Linked DNA regions of Mus musculus: region 2 is linked to region 1. A link is a contact called in public HiChIP or PLAC-seq data. All regions are on one chromosome and are shown on one strand. The core of a region is the stretch at or near the end of the contact, and the rest is flanking DNA. Distances in the headings are between cores, read along the strand shown.

Region 1 (4,683 bases), core at 574-3,073:
GTACACATCCAGGTTCATGTCCATGTCCATCAGGGTGTCCTTTGAGGCACTTTTCTGGGCCATCTCTCTTACACCTCTGAAGGTCTTGTAGGTTTCTTTCTTTTTTTGTGTGTTTTTGTTTTGTTTTTTTATGAGACAGGGTTTCTCTGTGTAGCCCTGGCTGTCCTGGAACTCACTCTGTAGACCAGGCTGGCCTCGAACTCAGAAATCCCCATGCCTCTGCCTCCCAAATGCTGGGATTAAAGGCGTGTGTGCCAACACCTCCCGACTGTAGGTTTCTTTTTATTCGTTTCTTTTAAAGTTTTCTTTTATGTGCCTGGTGCCGTCAAAGATCAGAAGAGGGTGTCGGCTCCTCCAGGACTGGAGTTACAGATGGTTGTGAGCAGCCATGTGGGTGCTGGAATTGGAACCTGGGTCCTCAGCAAGTTCAGCAAGTGTTTTAACCGCTGACCCCCTTGTCTCCAACTATAATGTAGGTTTTATACTAACCACACTTTTTCTGTTTCCAGGACCGGGCTCATCATCCCCTTGAGTCCTCAGACGCCTCAATCTCCACCCTTGCCCCCAGGCCTTCCCACCTATGAGCAGGCTTTAGCAGCCTCCGGGGTGCACGACGCACCTCCGCCCCCTTACTCCAGGTATGAGGCGGGGCTTCTGCCTGGGTGGTGCCAGAGGGAGGGGGGGGGAGAGGCAACGCGTGGGAGGGGCGTGTCCCCAAGGGCAGGGCTTGGTGCTTAGGAAAACCTACATAGGGCGGAGCTTGCAGGGGAGGGCGGACCCTACGCAATTGTCTATAGGGGCGTGGATCAGCCTTGCAAGAGTGCAGCTTTTGAGGAAGGTGGGGCTTGTGCCTACAGGATTGAGGATTGGCTGAGGCACCAAGGGCGGGTCGGTGTAGGCTCGGTGGAGGGGGCGGCTGGGATGTTTGACTCTGCACTCCCAACCCCCATCCCCGATAGCCTCAGAAGGCCTCACTGAAGACCTGCTTGCAGCGCGGGCTCCCTGAACTGTGCCCCTGATTCATAGCGGATTCCGGAAGTCGCCAGCTTCTTCGACGACTGGGCTTCAGTGTGTCCGTGGGGGAGTCAGGGTCGTCGGACCCGAGGTCTACCATGACACACGTGTTTCCGCCGGGCACGCATACACGCACGTCCCTGACCATCCTGTTGCCGAGTTGGTGCCCCCGGCCCTCCAGTGACCCCCCCCCACACTTCGTCTGAGCAGTGGCCCTGCCTCAGAATGGGCAGACCTTTTAGGAAACTCGGATCAGACGTGACTCGGCTGTCACTCCACTGGTGCCGCGGGGCACGTACGCGCAGGGAACCAGGCCCTTGCACACGCCTGACTTCGTGTATTTCCCCAGTCGGGCACATGGGCGGTTTGTAATCCAGTATAAAGGTGGGGGGCGCATTTGCAATGTGCTGTAAGCGGGGTGTCACGCTTGTGTTGCACCCGGGTAAATGGAGTTGATCTGAGCTGCCCTCTGCTTAAAAACCCTTTGGGAAAGGAAGGGGGGATGGAAGAAATAAAAAATTGAAACAATGAGAAAAAAATAAAAATGCAAAAGAACTGAGCCCCCTTTCTGGGCGCATTTGCGCGCGGTGGAACTGAATCTCTGTGTACAGGCGCTGTGCCCTACACCCCCAGGCTCCGCTGGTGCGCTCGCGCTCACTCGCTTACCCCCCCCCCCCGCCTCCCAGGCTCCGCTAGTGCTCGCTCGCGCTCTCTCTCTCTCTTTTTTTTTTTTTTTTACATTTGCACGGGATTGTGGGAGGAAGCGGAGCGCAGCCAGACACCCCGCCGCCCGCCCCCCTTCCCCTCCCCCCTCCCCCTGCCGCCTTGTGCAAAGATGGCTGCACCGTGAGCGCAGAGGAGGAGGAGGTGGCGGCGGCGGAGGCGAAAGAGCGAGCACCCAGCGCCCGCACCCACTCCGGGGCCGTCCGGGACGCCCCCTCCGGAGCGCGCGTCCCCTTCTCTCTTGCAAGCGCCGGGGCAAAGGCGGAGACAGCGGGGTCCCTCCTCCCCCCTTTCCCTCCTCCAGGGGGAACCCCCCCTCCTTGGCTCAGCGGCTGCACCCCTCCTTTGCCCGCCCCTCCGTCCCTGCCCCCTCCCTCCCCCGCCCGGGGCCTTCCCGGGCCTTCGGTGGCCGCAAAGAAAAAAAAAGAGAAAGGGAGGAAAAAAAGCAGCGGAGGGAGCGGCGGCGGAGGAGAGCGCGCGCGCTCCCCCTCCTTTCCCCCTCCCTCCCCCTCCCCCCAATTTCCACCGCGGCCAATTCATGGACAGGAACTACCCCAGCGCCGGCTTCGGGGACCCGCTCGGCGCCGGGGCGGGATGGAGTTACGAGAGGTCAGCGAAAGCTAGGTAAGGAGCTGAGGGGGACCTAGAGAAATGGGCCAAGAGGTGGGGGGATTCCTGCCTGGCCTGGGCCTGGGGCCCGCTCGGCAACGCGTGCATCGCCAACTCCCCCTCCGATTTTTGCAAGGGAGCGGCCTTCTTTGGGTTTGTAACAACGCCGCCGCCCCAGTTTGCAAATTGCAAACTCCGCCAAAGCCAGCTCCTGCTTGCAAAAGAGAGAAACGAAGCAGGCAAGGCGCAAAAACAAATTCGAACCGGGAAGGCCTTGGGAAGATGGGAAGGGTTGGCGAAGCAAGGCCTGGACTTGCCCCCCATCTTTGGATTCCCGGCGTGCTGACCCCTCCCCCCGGGCGCCCCTGGCTCTGCAACTGCAAAGGTGGGAGGAAAAGAGAATCAGCTCGCAGACCTGGGGGGCTGCACCCCCTCCCAGGTCCTATTGTTCCGGGGCTGCAGGAGGCCGGGCCACTCGGTCCCTCCCCCCTCCAAGAAATTCCCCGCGCAGAGTGGGCAAGGGGCCCCGCCCCCTTCTTAAACTAGAATTCTGTGTGTTTGGGGGGGTCCTGAGATTAGGGACACGCCCCCTTCTGCTCCCCACCTTGCTCAAAGCTGTGAATCCTGGTTGATGGCGCGCTGTTTGCCCTCTGGTGCAAGGCCACGGATTTGGGCCCTTTCTGGAACAGAGTCGTGTCTCTTCCCCGTTTGTGTTTGTGTGTGTGAGCGTGGGCCCTGTGCACGCGTGGCTAGCCGCGTGTTCACCCGTGAACCTGCCTCTTGTAGTTTAATCTGTGTCCTCACTCTTCACCTGCCCTTCACCCTCCTCCCCCTCCACACTTAGCTTTCCCCAGCGTGTATAAATTTTTAGAGTGGGACTTCACACTCGGGACCTTTTCTTTTGCACGGGTGAATTGAACTCCTGTTTGTACACGCATCTGGCTTCACTTAGGCCGGTGCATTTGAACCTCAGCCCCTAGGGATGCAACGAATTCGTGTCAGGACTTGTACCTGGGACTTTCCCTGTGTCCTGTCCCCTCCCCACCTTCTCCCCTTGCCATTTGGGACACAAGCTACCTCCTGCTCCTGGCCTGGCTGGATTCCTTTCCTAATTCAGGGTCCGTGTCGTTTCAGCGGGTCTTGGGTTGTCCGTGCGTCCTTGCAGTGTTGGACCTTTCGTTCTGTTGTGGCATGGGAGGACTTCAAGGGAGGACCACACCTTTCACGTTGACTATTTGCTTCCCCTGACTTTCTCCGTCCCCAGTGTGTCCTCGCATGCCCGTGTTTGCAAACGTGGGACTCTTAAGTGCTCCAGAATGACATTTTTTAACCCCCTCCCCCGCCATGGGATGACTGGATTCCCTAGTGTTATCTCTGGGTTCTTTGGAGTAACACCTCCATTCAGTTGAGAAGCCCCTCCTAGCCCCCTTCCCAGAGGATAGCTTGAGAGAATACTCTGACATCTCTCTCTTGCTCCCAGCTTGGTCTACGGCAGCTCCCGGACTTCCCACCCAGAAACCGACATCTTGCATCGCCAGGCCTATGCGGCCCCCCACCCACTACAAAGCTATGCCACCAACCACCACCCTGCAGGTATGGGCTCCCATCCTGGAGGGCTGGGGCAAGTCTGCCCTTTAAGATATCTGATTGGTTGCTGAAAGTTCCGCCCCTGCTAATTGGCCTTGCTCTGGGTCCTGGACCTCTTTTTGCCACTTCTCCTCTGATTGGTTGCCTCTGAGGCCTTATCTCACGCCGGATTTGTCAGGCCCGTCATGGCTCCGCCCCTCTGCCTCCTATTGGCTGTTACCCATCAGGGCCCCCCCCCCCAAATCCCACCTTCTCTTCCAGGCTTTTCCTTTCCCTCCAGCCCACCCCTAGTCTTTTCTTTCCCCGTGGGATTCTCTTGGCTGGTCGTCTCCTTTTTCTTTCCTATTGACTCCAGTTATTTAGCCCTCCCCCTTTTGCTTAGAGTAACCTCATCCCCCACCTTGTCCTTGCTGCCCACACCTCTGAATTTTAAATCGGTGCAGTCTGCCCAGGCTGCCCTTGTTGTCCCCTTCCCTGTTTTCTGACTCTTGCCCTTTTTTTTCCCCTTCCTCTTTTGAATTTTCTTTGGTACTTCTGAGGTGCTGGAAATCCCACCCTGAGCCTTCTATAGCCTCATAGCCTCACACCCCCCCCCCCCCCGCCCATTCCTTTCTTTCTTTATTTTAATAAGTGCGATAGGCTCTCTTGGAGTTACTCAGATTGTCTCTGAAGGTCTGATCCTCCTGCCTCAGCCTCCTGAAAACTGCGTTGACGGGCACTGCGTCCATTTGCTTGCCTTTGGCTCCTCCC
Region 2 (4,622 bases), core at 938-3,437, 340 kb after region 1:
GTGCACATACACACATGCATGCACACACACGCACACATATACACACACTTGTGCATGCACAGATACACATATATGCAATACACATAGGAAGGCACATACACACATTCGTGCACAAACAAATACACACATGCTCGTGCATGCACATGAACACACATACATGCATGTGTACACGCATGACCCCATGCATGCACACATGTGCTTACACATTCATGCATACAAGCATGTGAGCACACACATGCACATGCATGCACTCACAACAAACCACCCTCCCTTGATGACCAGGGGTTCATGGTTTTGTGGTAAAGTGAGTAGGGCATTGAGGTTTGATTTGGGAGGAATGGGGAATAGGTGTGGGTGCGGGGTGGGTAGGAAAATTAGAACTCACGACAAGTTTTGTGGTCACAGGCTGAAAGAGAAGAGAGCTGATATGAGTGACGTGCAGACATGGCAGCTTGAGAATTGAATTGGGAAGGGATCAAGGGAGAGAAGGGGGAAATCTGGCAAGATGGTGATGCTGGGGGTCCCAGGAGTGCTATTAGGAGGGAAAGAACTGGGTGGGGGAGAAGGGGCGGCACCTTTCATTTCATAGTCTCTTAATGCTCCCTTTAGTTCCTTGATGGCATGTTCCCTGAAGCTCACCAGCTCTTCCAGCAGAGGAACGTCTGAGGAAGGAAGAGATGCTCTTCAGTGCAGGTCCTCATCAAACCTCCAGCCACTTACAGAATTGTCGGACTGGGCTACAGAGGTGGCTCAGTGCTTAAGAGCACTGGCTGCTCTTGTAAAGAACGTAGATTCAGTTTCCAGCTCCTACACGGTGGCTCACAAACACCTGGAACTCCAGTTCCAGGGGAATCTGATGCCCTCTTCTGACACCCACAGGTACTGCATGCACAAATGGCATATAATACATGCAGAAACAAACAAACAAACAAAAAAAACAAACCCCAAAACCCCAAAACACTTATACACATAAAATTTTAAGAATTTTTAAGTGCTCCAGATTTTAGAGGTTTTCATTTCGGTTCTTTGCAAAAATGACCTGACTGTCCAGAAAGAGTCTGAATTCTGGAAGGCTCCCAAGTGTTTGAGACTCAAAATGTGTGTGCAGACTTGTTTGTGCTTGAATAACGGCTGGTTCCCGTGAATCCTGGCACCTAGAGCTTTGAGGCTGGCTTTGAACTCTAACTAATTAGAGGGATTCAAAGTCATGGTCCTCTTGCCTCAGCTTCCTGAGTTACTAGGATGACAGGCCACGGGTTTACTCACTGGTGGAAGGTTATTACAAATGTTAGATTATTATATTTTTTTAAAAGACAGCTGTAGAGAGACAGAAAGAAAGGCTTGGTCCAACCTTAGATGGGACCGTGCTTATTCACCGCAAAGAAGTAGATGGCCAGAATGCCTCCAGAGGAAGAAGTCACCCCTTATCCCATTGAAATGATTGCTGTAGTCTGCAAAGAAAGCTGGGAAATGTAGTCTTTCAGCAAGACAATGCCAAAAACACCCCGTTTATAAAAATCACAGTGTTTGAGAAACACAAGAAGACAGAAGTGTGTGGCTGGCCACACCTAGTGATGGGCATTATAGAGATGGGAGTGTCCCGCATACATCGTCAACTCTGTGTGACTTTGGACAGGTCACCTGACTTCTTTGAACCTCAGCTTTTCTCCCTCTCAACCCTTTCTCAAAATTCTGCCTAGCTGTCACAGCAAAGGACACATGCCCGCCCAGAGGAGAAGCTCGGATGCAGAAAGGAAGGCCAGGGGGTGGCTCAAGGGTCTCCCACCTGTCTTAGAGTTAGCCTTTATATACTGGGCTTGGTTCTTGAAGGATGTCGCCACTTTTTCCAGTTGATCCACGACTGCAGACCAGAAGGGAGGCCCTGTCAGGTCAGAAGGCCCACAGCTCCCCGGGCCTCTTCCCTACGCACCCAAGTACACACCCACTTTCCCCACGAAAGCGTTCATTGCATAGTCCCTGAAGAAAGGCCCCTCCATGCTCAACAGCAGGGCCTGCGCGCGCGCCTGCAGCCCTTCCAGATGGAAGCGCTTGGTGACGATGGCATCACGCAACTGCCTGAGCTCCAGTAGCACTGACTGGTCGCACTGCAGGCAGCCCCATGCCCCGGGGCCGCCCAGGCCACACAAAAGCACCAGGGCCAAGGCCAAAGGCATGGTGGGGACTTTGTGACCTCACAGGGGCGACCTCAGAACACTCCGAGTGTAGCTCTGGAATCCAGGTAGTTAACATATTTATTGAACACCTGTTGGGTGCTGTTCTAACCCCCATCCCCCACCCCCACCCCCTCCACCCCCACCCTGCCCTCCTCCAACCCCTAAAGCCTGGCTGAGAAAGACTGAAGTGTCCTGCCTTACTGTAGGCTAAATTTACTAATTCAACAGACTTTCTTGCTTTCCTTCTTCCTCACGTTTCTTTCTTTTTTCCTCTTTCTCTCTTACAACATCTTACTAATTTTCGAAGCCAGGTACGTCTTTAATCCCAGCACTCTGGAGGCAGAGACAGGCAGATCTCTGTTAGTTCTAGGCCAGCCTGGTCTATATTGAAAGGAAATAAAACTTGAGACCTGTGATTCATGTAATGTATGTCAAATAGCCCAAAGAGTTGTTTGTGAGCTTTGAAACCTGGGGCTGAGAACATAGCAGAACAGACCAGGACATGCCGGGACAGGCCCGTCCCCTCCCTATCTCCCACCCCTCTGACCTAAGTTAAATGTTAACAGGCTGCTGATGTTTAAATGGACCAATCATGTGAAACCGTGCCAATTCCTCCCCCAGCCCCACTCCTTTTCTATAAAAACCCCTAGCTTCCAAGCCTCGTGGTCGAATCCACTGTCTCCTGTGTGAGATACGTTTCGACCCGACGCTCCGCCATTAAAATACCTCGTGTTGTTACATCAAGGTGTTGTGTTCTGTTGGTGATTCTTGGGTGCACACAGAATCGGGAGTTGAGTGGGGGTTTCCCCACTAGGTTCTTTCAATATTAGTGAATGCTAGGACAGCCAGAGCTACATAATAAGACCTTGTCTTGGAATAGGTTTTTTTTTTTTTTTTTTTTTTGAGACAGGGTTTCTCTGTATAGCCCTGGCTGTCCTGGAACTCACTCTGTAGACCAGACTGGCCTCGAACTCAGAAATCTGCCTGTCTCCCGAGTGCTGGGATTAAAGGCGTGCGCCACCATGACTGGAAGAATAGTTTTTTAAAAAAATAATTTTTGAGAATTTCACAGACACATACAATGCATTTTGATCCTATTCATCGCCCCAAATACTCCCAGGTCCACACCCGGTTTCTCTTTCTCTTCTTCCTTTCTCCAGCCCTCCCTCTCCCTATTTCTCTTCTAAGAGTGTGTCACACAGCCCAGGCTGGCCTTGAACTTTATATTTATCGAAGGATGACATTGAACTCCCAATCCTCCGGTCTCAACCTCCTGATAGTGGTGATTATCTAATTGTAAGTCCAATTTTAAAAGTTCAAGGAGCCAGTGCGATGGCTCAGCAGGTCTTCAATGTTAGGCTAAGCAGAGAAAGGTCTGGGACAAGCTGTGCCACTAAGAGATCACACCACACAGTAGATCTAAGGCAAGAATGCTATTATGGGTGAGTGGGGGAGGGAAGGGATCTCTAGAAGTTGGACAGAGAGATTCAGACAGACTGACAGAGAGACAGAGAGACAGAGAGAGACAGAGACTGAGAGACAGAGAGACTGGGAAACAGAGAAGAGACACAGAGAGAGACATGATGCTGAGAGAGACCTTTCAAAGGGTGTGCACATCCCACTGAAACGTAAGCAGTAAGCAGCTTGTAGCAACAGAGGAGATGGGCTGCCCCTGGCAGAGGGGCAGGTGATGACTTAAGCTGCTGGAGCTGAGTGGCTAAAAGTCAGGCTGAGGGAGCCACCTGATTTACAACACTTAAGCATGAGGACCTGAGTTCGATTCCCAGGACCCACACTGTGGAAGGGCAGAATTGACTCTCCAATGTGATTCTCTGAACACACATTCACCATGGCACGTGCTCCTCCCCCAATAAACATGTAATTTAAAAAGTGCTTAGCACTGAGTGTGGTTAATAGCACCAGCTGGGAGCCTGACTCCTTTGCCTGCTTTTAGGACCTTAGGAGAGTGTCTAGTCTTATCAAAACGTGATATGCTAAGATTAGTTGATGTCCCTGGGAGGCTTGCCCTTTTCTGAAGGAAAACAGAGGAGGAGTGGATCTGTGGGAGAAGGGGTGGTGGTGTGGAGGACTGACAGAAGGGAGGGGAAACTGTAGTCTGGATGTAATATATGAGAGGATTAAAAAAAAGCAATAGATGTTCTTGCATAGGAATCTGAATTTGGTTCCCAGCACCACATGGCAGCTCTAGTTGCAGGGGTCTGATGCCCTCTTCTGGTTTTTCTGGGCACTACATCCATGTGCATCTACTCATAATTTTTTTAAAAAATATTTTTTTTGGTCTTTTTGAGACAAGGTTTCTCTGTATAGCCTTGGCTGTTCTGGAACTAGGTCTGTAGACCAGGCTGGCCTTGAACTCAGAGACCTGCTTGCCTCTGCCTCCCAAGTACTAGGATTTAAGGCATGTGTCACCACTGCCCAGTCTTAAAA

Evidence for each region. HiChIP or PLAC-seq counts read pairs in DNA pulled down with a chosen protein or histone mark.
Region 2: a contact with region 1 is called in a CTCF HiChIP or PLAC-seq map of embryonic stem cells, with 2.7 times the contacts expected there. The contact joins the promoter of Izumo2 here to the promoter of Prr12 in region 1. A contact is called at or near these places in 1 of 39 promoter capture datasets (stem cell-derived epiblast-like cells), 1 of 15 datasets of contacts at CTCF or cohesin (embryonic stem cells), 1 of 484 Hi-C or Micro-C datasets (embryonic stem cells) and 3 of 115 datasets of contacts at active chromatin or transcription factors (embryonic stem cells and pancreatic cancer cells).

What each region holds. Positions count from the first base shown.
Region 1 is chr7:45,050,474-45,055,156 of GRCm38.p6, reverse strand. Prr12 (proline rich 12) reads left to right here and starts at 1,823. Exons shown (of 14, transcript NM_175022.3): 1 at 1,823-2,361; 2 at 3,827-3,939. The coding sequence starts at 2,276. Prrg2 (proline-rich Gla (G-carboxyglutamic acid) polypeptide 2) reads left to right here. Exons shown (of 7, transcript NM_022999.1): 6 at 510-638; 7 at 960-1,553. The coding sequence ends at 978.
Region 2 is chr7:44,706,295-44,710,916 of GRCm38.p6, reverse strand. Izumo2 (IZUMO family member 2) reads right to left here and starts at 2,187. Exons shown (of 7, transcript NM_001368390.1): 1 at 1,943-2,187; 2 at 1,787-1,861; 3 at 576-662; 4 at 386-406. The coding sequence starts at 2,174.